Linked DNA regions of Mus musculus: regions 1 and 3 are each linked to region 2. The links are chromatin contacts, called in public Hi-C and promoter capture Hi-C maps. All regions are on one chromosome and are shown on one strand. Each heading gives the region's core, a stretch centred on a gene start, on an enhancer-like site or on the middle of the called end of the contact. The rest is flanking DNA. Distances are from core to core; before and after follow the strand shown. Region 1 holds the start of Gns (glucosamine (N-acetyl)-6-sulfatase). Region 2 holds the start of Irak3 (interleukin-1 receptor-associated kinase 3). Region 3 holds the start of Rassf3 (Ras association (RalGDS/AF-6) domain family member 3).

Evidence for each region. Promoter capture Hi-C pulls out the DNA fragments that hold promoters and counts their contacts. Hi-C and Micro-C count contacts between places; a contact is called where the count stands out from the background.
Region 1: a contact with region 2 is called in a Hi-C map of B cells, with 9 read pairs. The contact joins the promoter of Gns here to the promoter of Irak3 in region 2. A contact is called at or near these places in 4 of 39 promoter capture datasets (the 3T3-L1 cell line, HPC-7-derived erythroid cells, hippocampal neurons and 1 more), 2 of 484 Hi-C or Micro-C datasets (B cells and the G1E-ER4 cell line), 2 of 115 datasets of contacts at active chromatin or transcription factors (the NIH/3T3 cell line and large pre-B cells) and 3 of 9 other capture datasets (adipose tissue, macrophages and pancreatic islet).
Region 3: a promoter capture Hi-C map of pre-B cells shows a contact between it and region 2, with 3 times the contacts expected there. The contact joins the promoter of Rassf3 here to the promoter of Irak3 in region 2. A contact is called at or near these places in 3 of 39 promoter capture datasets (the C10 cell line, liver and pre-B cells), 2 of 484 Hi-C or Micro-C datasets (B cells and embryonic stem cells) and 1 of 115 datasets of contacts at active chromatin or transcription factors (microglia).

Annotation. Positions count from the first base shown.
Region 1 is chr10:121,362,335-121,366,588 of GRCm38.p6, forward strand. It overlaps Gns (glucosamine (N-acetyl)-6-sulfatase), which reads left to right and starts at 2,756. Exons shown (of 14, transcript NM_029364.4): 1 at 2,756-3,024. The coding sequence starts at 2,857. It overlaps Gm51786 (a long non-coding RNA gene), which reads left to right. Exons shown (of 3, transcript XR_003948972.1): 3 at 600-933.
Region 2 is chr10:120,200,178-120,204,907 of GRCm38.p6, forward strand. It overlaps Irak3 (interleukin-1 receptor-associated kinase 3), which reads right to left and starts at 1,420. Exons shown (of 12, transcript NM_028679.4): 1 at 1,150-1,420. The coding sequence starts at 1,282. Gm38500 (predicted gene, 38500) reads left to right here and starts at 1,413. Exons shown (of 3, transcript NR_166661.1): 1 at 1,413-1,672; 2 at 1,925-2,018; 3 at 2,771-3,991.
Region 3 is chr10:121,474,518-121,478,768 of GRCm38.p6, forward strand. Rassf3 (Ras association (RalGDS/AF-6) domain family member 3) reads right to left here and starts at 1,733. Exons shown (of 5, transcript NM_138956.3): 1 at 1,486-1,733. The coding sequence starts at 1,593.

The sequences.
Region 1 (4,254 bases), core at 1,506-4,005, 1.2 Mb after region 2:
AATAAATCTTAGAAAGAAAAGTAAGAAATACTTTACGGGTTTTTTTTCATTGACTTTTTAAAAATATTTTTATTAGCTATTTTCCTCATTTACATTACTTTACGTTTTTTAAATTAGTATCACTTAAACTATATATGGATAATCTGACCAAATCTCATAGAGAGGCAGTGTATCGGAGAGGTTGCTGAAAAAGGAACAAACTTCCCAGGGGTCACCTCTGAGCAGCACTAGGCCCATAGCATAATTTTCAGCATGGCTAACTCTACAATTTATGATAACTCTGACGTGAGCTACAGTCAAACCCGCATGTGCAAAGCGGTATTGCTAAAGTAGAGGGCAGAACATTGTAGCAGCCCAGGAGACTTGCATTGTGTCTGGTGTCTGCTGGTTTTCTTGGAGTCCTTTGGAGTCTTTGTAACAGGTAAACATGTTTCTCTTGCTGCTTCCCTCCCTATGTCTTTCAACATATTTTTTTTTTACTATGATGCATCTATTTATGGGCCCTTAATTAACTAGTTAATTAATTTGCCAATCTGGCTTAAAACTAGCTTAGTAGCTGAAAACCTTATGCTTCAGGCGCTCCTATCTCGGCCTCCTAGGTGCTGGGATTACAGCTGGATCGAATGTGTTGCTCCCAGGCTCGATTTATGCAATCCTTGGACTTGAACATAGAGCTCCTGTCAGGCTAAGTAAGCACCCTCCCCCATTGAACTACGTCCTTATGGCCATCTGAGGAGCTGCCTGAATGATTTCCTTCTGTACGGCTACAACCGCAACCATAACGCTGAACAGGGTATTGAGAGCGAACATTCTTGTTACCATCCTCGAAAGCTAACATTTATGTAGCCTTTTACAGTGAAGTAGGTGGCTAGCTGTAAGTTTTTATGACTCTTTTTCTTTTCTTTTCTTTTTTTTAAATTTTTTTTTCGAGACAGGGTCTCTCTGTGTAGCCCTGGCTGTTCTTGAACTCACTCTGTAGCCCAGGCTGGCCTCAAACTCAGAAATCCTCCTGTCTCTGCCTCCCAAGTGCTGGGATTAAAGGCGTGCGCCACCACTGCCCAGCGAGACTCTTTTTCTTTAGACAGGTTCTTATAGCCTAAGCCCAGGTTAGCCTCAAACGTATAATCCTCTTTCTCCCAGTGTCCTAAGAGCTGGAATTGCGAGTATTTGCCATCATGGCTAGGGGAAAACTGTCTCTGATTTTTCTGCACGAGGCTGAGTTCCTTGGATCTTATTTTCTCAAAATTTAGACGTTTTGAAGCTATTATTTCATTTAAAAAATTATTTCTTCTTTTTCTAACTCCAGTCCTGTGAGTGGTGGACTACATTGTCGTGTCTCATAGGTCACAGAGATCCTATACATTTTTATTGTATATTATATTAATTGTACAATACTGTATGTTATTATAAACTATCTGCTTTATTTTTAGATGTAAAATAAAAAAAAGAAAAATACTTTTCGAAGGTTCTGTGTCCAGTTGTCTGACAGATGTCTCAGTGGTTAAGAGCACATGGTACTCTTGCAGAGGACCCATGTCAACTCCCAGGAACCCTCGTGGTGCCTCACAACCATTTGTAACTCCAGTCCCAAGGGTCAGACGCTCTCGTTGACTTCCCCAGGAACTAGGCAAGCATAGTACACATACATGCATGCAGACAGACACTCATGCACATAAATCTTTTAAAAAGAAATCGCAAAGGTGTGAGTCCAACACACAATCAACTGGCAAATGGCTGTACCTTCTTTTGTTCTGCATAGAACAGTGCTCACTTGGTATATCGTGCATTGACCTCGCAGGAATCCCTAACAGCAACTTAACTTTTTAGCTAACTTAAAATATTTTTTGAGGTTTCATTCAACAAAGGATGTGTTGCTACTGGTCGTGCACTTCTTTTCTTTTTTAAGATTTATTTATTTATTTATTTATTTATTTATTATAAGTACACTGTAGCTGTCCTCAGACACAGCAGAAGAGGGCATCGGATGTCATTACAGATGGTTGTGAGCCACCATGTGGTTGCTGGGATTTGAACTCAGGACCTCTGGAAGAGCAGCAGTTAGTACTCGTAACCACTGAGCCATGCACTTCTAAGTTTCCAAGAAGGCTTGCAAAAACTCACCAAGTAGGACTGGCCAAGATGCCAAGGCACCTGCCGCCAAGCCTGAGGGCCTGAGTTAGATCCCCTGCACTCACTCCACAGAAAGAAAGCACTGACGCCCGCAAGATGCCCTCCGACCTCCACACACGTGCCGCGGAAGGTGCGTGAGCACGCAAAACCCACAAAAATAAATGTAAATTAAAGTGTGATTAAAACTTGAAACGTTGACCAGAGCTCCTAGCGTCGTAAAGACGTTCCTAAATTGTTTGAAAGTACATGCCAGCCGAGGAAAGTGGAATAACAACAGCTGAGCCAAATGAGAACTTCACCTCGACAGGTGAAAAGTCAAAGGACACAGGCAGAGCTGTCCATTAACCCCAGGACTGGCCGGGACTTTAACCAGCAGCTGATCTTGTGTTCACAGCACGTGCGCTGCTTCACTCTGGAGGGAAGATGAGCGGACTGACTCCTGTCTTCATCTCCGGTGCTCTGTCCTTCCTCCTGCAGCATCAGGAGCAGGCCTAACCAGTGGCGAGGCCAGGCTCCGCGCGGTCCTAGCTCTGTCCAGCCCTGCCCAGCGCCCGGGCTCTCCGCCGCTCCCCAGGCCCCGCCCACGGCCGCCCGTCACGTGACGACGCGCCCCGCCCCCTGCCCCGCCTCACGTGATCTCGCCTAGGGAGAGAAAGCCTGACCCCGTCTCCTGCGCTCACCGGCGTCTCTCCGCAGCTCTCGGTTCCCCCGCGGAGCTTGGCCGCCATGCGGCTCCCTTCGGCAGCCGGGCCCCGGCCGGGCCGTCCCCGCCGCCTGCCGGCGCTGCTGCTGCTGCCGCTGCTGGGAGGCTGCCTGGGGCTCGTGGGGGCGGCTCGCAGGCCCAACGTGCTGCTGCTGCTCACCGACGACCAGGACGCGGAGCTCGGCGGCATGGTAACTCGTGTCCACGCCCTCCCCTTGCCCCTTTGCTGGGCCGCTTGGCCGTGGGTGGCTGTGCGCGGTCACTCCGGGCCCTCCGGGAGCTTGGACGAGTCATGGGACCCGGCTTCCTCCCCCGAGCTCACCCACAGGCTCGCACCGTGCGCACGGTGCCTCCAGCCTGGACCTTACTGCTGCAGTGGACACTCGCCGCTCAGGGCAAACCTGTGGAGGCCAGTGATTGATTAGGGAGATCCGAGGCCACGTCAGCCCTCTTCACGGAGGACCTGGGACGTCGGCATCCGTGCTTCTGTGGTGGCTATAAAAGTGGGTTTGTAGGCTGTCGAGCTGTTATTGACAGAGAGTGTTTTTGCTTAAGAAGCATCAAAACCAAAATCAATTGGCCTAATCGAACAGTTGGCTGAGGCATTACTGTCAGGGCTCCAATTTAGGTCTAATGGGTGTTAGTCATGAAGACTGCATTTCCTTCCCAGTCACTTCTGCTCTTTCGAGGTTCCGGAATTTGACCTTTGGGAACATGAACGCCAATCTCCATCCATTGGTGCTCTAGGGATTTGCCCAAAGCACTGAGCGGGAGGAGGCAGATTAGGACCAACCCTCCAATGGTATTCCGTCCTGGGTCAGCATTGCTCTCACTAAAAAGGAAAAAGAAACAAGTCGAGACTCTCTCCCTCTTTCGGTTCTCCTTCTGCTTTCAGCTGATTGCGGTAGCTGTGAAACCTCTAAGCAGGAGGGTCCTACTTTTTCCTGTGTGGTCATTAACCCTGGCTCAATGTCCTTCAAGTTGCTGGTCCCAGCTGATCAGTGAGTTGTGAAATGAGTCTAGTGAGCCAACATTTTGGTTTTCCACGTGTCACATGTGATAATGGTTAGCAGAGCCTGTGTATTTCTGGGCTGGGCAGTAACACTTTGCCTTCCGCGAACTGTCTTTTTCTAGATGGTGTTCTGTTACCAATCCCCTTGGCCCTTCTCTATATCTACATAGATCCCATTCATCGCCTTGTTGCTGTTGTGGTATCCCCTGAGCCATAAGGATGTTGAATCTCTTCTCCCCTCCCACCCTGCTGGAGGGCCTGCTAAGCCAGTTCTCTCTCAGAGCGAGCCCCCACCCCCTGTACCAAAAGTCTTGACTTAATTCCCTCTTAGGTTTTATTATCCCTCCCTCCAACAGTTCCCATAGCTCTCTTCTCTTTCTTTCTCTTTCTCTTTGCTTTATTTCGTTTG
Region 2 (4,730 bases), core at 170-2,669:
TAAAGAGCACTGACTGCTCTTCGGAAGGTCCTGACTTCAATTCCCAGCAACCACATGGTGGCTCACAACCATCCGTAACGAGATCTGGTGCCCTCTTCTGGAGTGTCTGAAGGCAGCTACAGTGTACTTACATATAATAAATAAATCTTAAAAAGAAAGAAAGAAAGAGAGAGAGAGAGAGAGAGAGAGAGAGAGAGAGAGAGAGAGAGAGAGAAAGGAAGAAAGAAAGAAAGAAAAGTGGAAATCACATCCACCGCAAACAGCATTTCCCTTATAGATTATTGGAGACTTATTGGAAACAGCGAAGTGGGTTATGCATGCCATCTGAGTTCTGTCCCAGGATCCCGTGGTGGAAGGAGAGAACTGGTTCCTGGAATTTGTCTTCTAGATGCGGGAGGAGTGTGGGATACACACACAAAAAACACCAAAGAATAGATATCTTAAAGTTCTAAAAGAAAGGAAGGAAGGAAGGAAGGAAGGAAGGAAGGAAGGAAGAAGGAAAGGAGAAAAGAAAGAAAGAAAGAAAGAAAGAAAGAAAGAAAGAAAGAAAGAAAGAAAGAAAGAAAGAAAGAAAGGAAGGAAGGAAGGAAGGAAGGAAGGAAGGAAGAAAGAAAGAAAGAAAGAAAGAAAGAAAGAAAGGAAAGAAAAGAAAGTAAGTTTGCTTTTTGTTTTTGAGATGGCGTCTCATGTTTCCCAAGCCAGCTAGGAACTCTCTACAAGGAGAGGATGCTCTTGAGCATCTGTCCTGCCTACTTCTACCTCTCAATGACTGGCACTACCACTGTCTGTTTTATTCCAAGCTAGGGAATCGAACATGCAGCTTCATACATCTATAGGTAAGCACTCTAGCAACTGAGCGGCATCTCAAAAAAGAAGTTATAATATTAAAAAAATCTGATGTAGGGGTTGTAGAGCCAGTAGCCATGCCCTGCATACGGTAATATTTGCATACTGCTGCGCACACTGCAAACCGAGTGAAGCGAGAATCTCTTCCCAGCACGGGATGCTTTCTTGACATCTGACATACCCAATCCCCTAACTTGATACAGCAGTACCCCACTGTCAGAGAGGGAAGGAGAGTGAGTGGCAGGTCCCCGGGTTTGCTGAGTCCCTCGCGGGGGAGGACCGGCAGGTCTGAGTCGCACTCACCCAGGCCCCGCCAGCCGAGCGGGCCATCGCAGCTGTCCAGGATCCCGCAAAGCTCTCCCAGCAGTGCGGGCGGCAGGTCGAAGAGCAGCAACTGTGGCGACAGCGCGCCACGGGCCCCGCACCGGCCGGCCATCGCGGAGTCCCGGGACCCCACGCAGAGAAGCAGGGAGGTCGCCGCTGTCACCGCCTTTCACAACCGCGGAAATTCAGCTCCACGACGGCTGCCCGGAGCTTGCAACACGCCGTCGCAGGGCGGGCCCCACGTGACGTAGGGAGCCGCTCCCCAGGGATGCGCCCTGCGAGACCTGGGCTGCCCTTGCTCCTAGCCGCTGTCCCGCGACCCTGCGCGCCGCACCCCAGGTCATCTTTGTTATGAACCGTTCTGTCCGTCCCCGTCTTGGGACATGACCCAGGAGACCAGCCAAGAAAATGAGGGCGGGGAACAGCGGCTGGAATCCGGGAAAGCCGCCACCCCTCTGCTGCTCTGGGACGGGCGGCCTCCTGGCCACGATGGATCTAAGAGGTTTGTGTTACATCTTTTAAAGTTTCTCTTTGTCCCGTCAGGAAAGAAATGCGTGCTCACCGAGAAACACGTTTTTGCCAAATAACTTTAAACGGAAGGAAACGTGTACACGCCGGGCGAAATGGACATAAAAAGAAAACCACAACAAACAGGCCAAACCTGGGCAAACAAACTGCTCATCCTTGCTGCAGAAGGCAACCCCTGCCGTCGTGCCGCTTGGTTTTACTACAGTCTCCCTTTCTTTCCTCGCAGTGCTTCAACGAGTTTGCAAAATGAAGTTTAGGAAACATTGGCTGGTGTGTTGAAATATTCTACCGTTTATGCTGTAATGACCACCGCAGGAACGGTACGGATACTACTGACAAAGGAGGTGGGAAAATGAAGTGGGAGATTTTATGATAACCAGGCACTGAAAAACAAACTCCTGTTTCAATCCCCTGAGCTTGTCTTTGGAATGGCGCCCCCTGGCGGTCAGCAGCAATGGTGCCTGGGCATTCAGTACCCACAGTGGCAAAGTTAGAACTGTTTGAGCAAAACTTCTTAAGTCTCCTCATTCTAAGGACTACGGTTTTATCAGGCTACACCCCAAAAAGGGTCTCTATGCCACCATGCTGAGCATCAGAGGGAGAGAAGATTGATACAGGGTTCTTTTTGACTTTCTAGACCAGACAAAAGCAACCTGAGACGTGTGCCTGCACAGGAAATCGCCATGTGTGGTTGTGTTAGCTTTCTGACAAAATGCCCCCACCGAGCAGCTTCAAAAGAAGAAGTTGTTTGGTACACAACCTCGGAACTTCAGTCCATGGTTGCTTGACCCCAATGTCTTTTGAGGTCTCTGAGAAGCCAAAGTGTCATAGCGTAAGTGATCCATGGCGGCAGGAAATGAGAGAGAGGGAGGGAGGAAGGGGGACAGGGCCAGGGTACCAAATTCCCTTCAAGGGATCTGATTTATTTGCACTAAGACCTATCTGGTTCCGGTTCAGTCGCCTATCAGCACTGTAGGCTGGCAAGCAAGCTTTTAGTATATGGGCAGTCAGAGGATGTTTAATATCCTCACTATAACAATAACAGTAACACTCAAAATGTTTGCATCACCAGGTCTTCTAATGCGGCATGAGGCAAGGAGAAAGAGATTGGGGGCAAGATACACCCTCCAAAGCCACGCCTCCAATGACATAATCCATCCGTGAAGTCAGTGTCTGTGAGCTGCTTACCTCTACACTACACTACACTACACTACACTACACTACACTACACTACACTACACCAGCTGGGAACCACGTGGCCAAGCGTGCACTCTCAGTGCTTCCTGTCCACGCCATAATAAACGTGTTTCTCATCTCTAGAGGTGAACCATCTAGACCCCTAGATAAGTCTCATCTTTTCTTAGCGGCTCTGGATCCTAAAACCCTTTCCTTCTAACAGAAGGGTATGCGAGCAGCCGTTGTTGTCTGTCTCTGAGATTTTAACTTTGCTTCACTCGCCTGGCTCATCTCCATCACAATTTAAATACGATACTAATTTTTCGGCCTTCAAAACAAAATGTTCTGCATCTTTCTTCCTCATAGAGTTGTGTAGTCTCACCATCACTTTCTCTTACCCTACTCTCAATCGGGCCACTTTGCACCCCTCAAACGGTTCTCCTCAGTGCCACCCAAGTCTTTCTTGCACAGCATTGGCACTCACATCCTCTGGGCAGCCTCAGTCCTATTACTATCTGTCGCTGTCAATTGAAAAACGAAGCTTGAAGAAAGATGCCGTCATGAGCTAGGAGAGCTTCATTCTACAAAGGGAGACTGTGATAAGAAGGGCTCGGCTCCCTCAGTATGTTGCTTGCCTTCTTTCTTGCGTTAAGATCCCTTCAATGCAAGCTGCTTGACGCTCTCAAGTAACTTCTCAGTCGCATTCTGAGGCTGGCCAGACATGGCTACTCGATCTTCGATCTTCAGATTCCAAGCTGTGTGCTAGATAAACCTCGGTAGCTCTAAAGTAGCCCAGTTTTAAACGCAAAGGAATCTAGGACATCAATTGTATGCTTGCATGCATGTAAGGCTCCCTCGGTCTCCGTTTTGTTTCCTGTTTCTGGGTTAAAACACCCTGATGGGGCTGGTGAGATGGCTCAGTGGGTAAGAGCACCCGACTGCTCCTCCGAAAGTCCGAAGTTCAAATCCCAGCAACCACATGGTGGCTTACAACCATCCGTAATGAGATCTGACTCCCTCTTCTGGAGTATCTGAGGATAGCTACAGTGTACTTACATGTAATAAATAAATAAATCTTTAAAAAAAAAATAAAAAAAAAAACACCCTGATGAAAGCAGATTCGGGAGAGAAAGGGTTTATTTCAGCCCACGATTCCAGGCCACAGTCCATCATTTTGGAGAAGTAAAGGCGGCAGGGACTTGAAGCAGCCAGCCAGTTCCATTACATTTCAGCCATGAGGAGAGAGAGAGAGAGAGAGAGAGAGAGAGAGAGAGAGAGAGAGAGAGAGAGAGAGAGCAAGGCTGCAGAGATGGCTCAGTGGTCAAGAGCACTAGCTGCTTGCTACTCCAGGAGACCCAGGTTTGATTCCTAGCAATCACACAGCAGCAAACCAACATCCATAACTCCACTTCCAAGAAATTAGAAGGCCTCTTTTGACTTCTAAAGACATTGGGCATGCACCTGGTACACAGACATATATGTAGGCAAAACACCCGTACACATAAAATTATTTTTTTTTAAAAGGAGTGGAGAGCAATGAATTAGTGCTCATCTAGCTTCCTATTGTAAGGTTCAGGATCCTGGTTCCAGGTGACAGTATTGACTTGATAGTTAAGTAACTATCGCACTCTTCAAGTTTTCTGATTCATTAGAATGAGTCACAAGACCCAGGAGAGGTCTATGAGGTCATCCCTCAGTGCCCCCCACCCCCACCTCCCAGGGATTAGTAACAGGATTCAGTTTTAGAACATGAGATTGTACTAAATATGAAGAGGGTGTGGTTGACAGTTCCAACGTGTTACTCATGCTCTTAGTCGTTCCGGCACGAGTGTCATGCACGTTTCTTCAAACTGCCT
Region 3 (4,251 bases), core at 483-2,982, 1.3 Mb after region 2:
CAGCATTCTGGCTGGACCCCCGTGGAGGGGACTCCCACACCGGTAGAATTCAAGAACCCCCTGGTTTTCTGGAAATTACCAGGCACTTCTGGAATACAAGTCAAACTGGCTCAAGCTCTTTACAAGGCAAACGGGAGGGGAATATGTAAAGTGGTGAAGAACCCCAATGAGGGAAAAACTAGATGAGAAAGGGGGAAAAGGCCATTTCTTGTCTGCCCCACAGGAGGTAGGCCAGGCAGTGTGGGAGTGGGAGTCGTGGGTAATCTCTGACTTCCAAATTCCCCCATTAGCACATTCTACTGAAAATAAAAGGTCACCCTAGTAAACGGAGCAACCTGAAGTCTGAGGATAAAGGCATGCTACCACCCACCCTAGCTAGCCCTTCACTAGGGGACTAGTTGTTAGCAATAATGACCTCATCCTAGCCTTTCACCCTCCTCCTCCTCTTAGTTTGGAAATCTAATAGACCAAAAAGCCTAGAACTTCCAAATCTGATAAAGGAGTTTTACTTTAGAAAACAACGGCCTGTTAAACTTAAAAGGGTTGGCAAGGGCAGTCTGGGCAGAGATTTCTCTCCACCAAAATCCCCATCACTGGGCCTCTGAACGATTAGTTTCTCTTGTTTTTCATCTCCAGAGTTGACAGAAACCTCTGGTGTGCGTCTGTGGTGTTTTTAGGAGCAACAAGTTTGTTCCGTTAAAGCTCCTATATCTGACGAGAGCGTGGCCGAGCTGGCCAGGCTCCCTGGTGCGGCTTCCAGGGCCAGAAGGCCACCGGTTAAGCGCCGACCTTACAAGTCCGGCCAAAGTGCCCCATTTGGAAGACGCCCCTAAAAAAAAATAATAATAATCCCTGTCCCGATCTGTGAAACTGGCACAACTTCCCGTACTGTCTTTTCCCAAGCCACGCTTCCCACGGCACCCTTCCTCCAAAAAAGGAAGAAATCGGCGTAAGGCTCAGCCCTCTGGAGCTAAGTCTACCCAGGACGTCCGCAGGACCCGCAAACCGGACCTGATGAGACCCAGACTTTAGTGAGCACCGACGATCGCCCGGTCCCTTTACCCTGCAGCTTGCCCGCACCGGGGCTGCTCGGTCACTTTGGGCTATTGCGTGCCCTCAAGCCACTCAGGGCCATCGAGCAAACTGCAGCTAGAAGCAAACTGCAGCCAGGACGGCGCGGTGACCCGGCCGTCGCCCCGAAGGGCTGTCGGGGGAGCCATCCCGAGTGGCCCGGGGACCTCCCGGCTCTTTGGAGCTGCTCCCGCAGCCGGCGTCCCCCAAGCAGAGAGGCCCAGGCCATCTGGCTCCGCGCCCTTCCACCTCCTTCCTTCGCCTCGGGCGGCCCACGCCCACTGCACAGGCTCCCAGCACCTTTCAGGCGCCGAAAGGGCAAAGGCCACTCTCAGAGCCCCGCAGCCCTCGGGCGAGCATCGCCCAGCGCGGGCGCAGACACGTGGAGCCAAGACCCCCGAGCACGCCACTCACCGGCTGACCCGAACGGGACTTGCCCGGAGGCGCTCTCCTGAAGAAGGAGGTCCTGGCGGTGAAGAAAAAGTCCTCGTCCTCCTCGAGGCTGCTGTAGCCGCTGCTCATGCTGCTGGTCCGGTTGCGCGCAGGGGGCCTCCCCGGGGCGCAGGCGGCCAGGCCGGGGTGCGGCGCCCGCCCGCCCCGTGAGGTTCCCGGCGCGCGGCCCCGAGCCGCCGGCAAGCCGTCCTGCTGCAGCTGCAGCCGCCGCTCAAGCCGCCGTCTGGTCCCCTCCCGCAGGATCAGCCGCCCTCTCCGGGCGCCTCCCGGCTCTGGTGCGCCACGACCCCGCCCCCTCCTGGACCCAGCCCCCCACGCCTGGCAAGGCCCCACCCACCTCAAACCAGACCCCGCCCAGCCAAGACCCCGCCCCCAGCCCGTCAAGGACCCAGCACACGCCACGCCCCTGCTACCAAGGCCCCGCCCAGGCCCCGCCCCACGGGCCTCCGCTGCTGCGTCCTGCCCAGCTCCGCGCGCGCAGGTGGGGCCCCGCCCGCGGCCCTCAGCCACGCCCCTCCGTCCTAGCACCGGTGGACTGTTGGAGGAAGGTGGGTTCGAGCACCGCCCCTGCTGGAACAGTTCTCCCGAGGGCTTCCCCAACCTCCCGGAATCTGCAAACTCCTCAGTGATTTCCCGTCACTGGAGCCGAAGTTTTGGAGAGGGCGGCAATATAATGGAGAACTTTTCCCACTCTCCTTCGGGCTCGGCCTTGGTGGAAACGGTCTGGGTCGAGGGGGTCGAGCCACGCGTGCGGCTGGCCCCTCCCAAACCGTTATAAGTTAGCAGAGGTGGGTGGGGTAAGAGCGACTGGGTTGTGCTTATTTGAAAGAAAACATCCTCTCTGGTTCTTTTGAACTTCGGTGGTAAAGCTTTCCCGCCTCCCTGTGGCGAAGGCGTGTCCCAAATGTGGATGGCTAAAGCAGTTGAGAATTTGGGGGACAAATTTCATAATCACCGAACAATCCAGTACTTTTAATTTAAATGCACTTTGGAAATGTCGCCTCCCACAAGCAACCTTACATGGTCACCCCATGGGGGAGCAAGTAGATTAGACCACTCCGTTCTCACCCACACAACAAAAAACAAGGTTTCCCTTCGGGAATCTGCTAAATTTTTAAAATGCGACTTTTTTTTTTTTTTTTTTTTTTTGCTTAGGGTGACCTGGGGGGTCGTTTTCCCCTTGGCGTGATGGAGTTGACTTGAGTCCTACTAACTTGCTTGCAAGAGACCTTGATGGGAAAGAGGGTTTGAAGCTTTAAGGCTGCTATGATATGCAGGCCGTAGCAGAATTTTTGTTTTGTTTTTTAAGGAGTTTTTTAAAAGAGAAACTCGTCATTGCTTATGGCTAAGCCCTTTTCTCCTCTACTCCCCCAGTGCTGTGACTAAAACATAAAGGTAGCAGTCGCCTTCAGGCTGAGACCCGCTGCTTCTGTGGCGTTTTTGTGTACCCTTCCTGGAATCAGGACTGAGTGCCTAATCGTCACTTGAGAACGAGAAGGGGGGAAAGCCAGACCGGAGAGAAGTCTGGGACAAGGGAAAGAAATGGCTCCTGTGTAGTTCCTTCCTCCCTCGGGCAGAAAGAAGGCTGACTTATCTGCCTTCCTGCAGATTTATTCACGTGTTCAGCATGCAAACTGGCCTTTCACTCCAGGGAACTCACCCCCAGAGGGGCCTTAGAGTCACAGCCTATTTTAAAGCCCTTACTTGAAAGACTTCTTCCCAGGCACCACTCGACTATGGATGACTAGAAAGCAGAGTCTGGCTTTACTCTTCCTTTAGCCGGAAAGCCTTACTTTACAGGTTCCTTGTGTACTTAGGAGCCAAATGTAAGAGAAGAGGACAATCACTCCATGCAAGATTTGTCTTCTTTAACTCCTACTGTGACATCATTCAGATAATGCCATATTGAAATAACAGGGGCTTCAGTTAAATACTCCAGTTTGAGTAGTGGGTGGGTTAAAGATTTATTGATTTGTTGATTTATTATGTATATAATGTTCTCCCTGCATGTATGCCTTTAGAGGAGGGTACCAGATCTCATTGTAGATGGTTGTGAGCCACCATGTGGTTGCTGGGAACTCAGGACCTTGTGACCTGAGCCATCTCTCCAGCCTGGGGTAAACGATTTAACAAACGTGTTTTATTATATTATTATATTTATATTATATTATCCATGCGTCACCTAGAGTAGACACAGACACAGAAACAGAAAAGATCTTTCATGGTTTGGATTGGTTTTTGTTTTGTTTTCTTTTGCTTTTGGGTCTCCTGGCTGTCCTGGAGCTCACTTTGTAGACCAGTCTGGCCTCGAACTCAGAAATCTGCCTGCCTCTGCCTCCCAAGTGCTGGCATTAAAGGCGTGCACCACCACTGCCCTGCCCTTTCATGATATTTTTTTTAAAGATTTATTTATTTATTATATGTAAGTACACTGTAGCTGTCTTCAGACACTCCAGAAGAGGGCATCAGATTTCGTTACAGATGGTTGTGAGCCACCATGTGGTTGCTGGGATTTGAACTCCGGACCTTCGGAAGAGCAGTCGGCGCTCTTAACCACTGAGCCATCTCGCCAGCCCCCTGATGTTATTTTTAAGGGGAAGAGTCTACATTACATTTTATGGCTGTCAGCACCCCATCAGAATCATTTAGGCTTGCTGCCTTTTAACTTTTAGAAATTAGTGTTTGTGGGCAGGTGCCCCTGCCATGGCTTGCCTGTGGAAGGAAGAG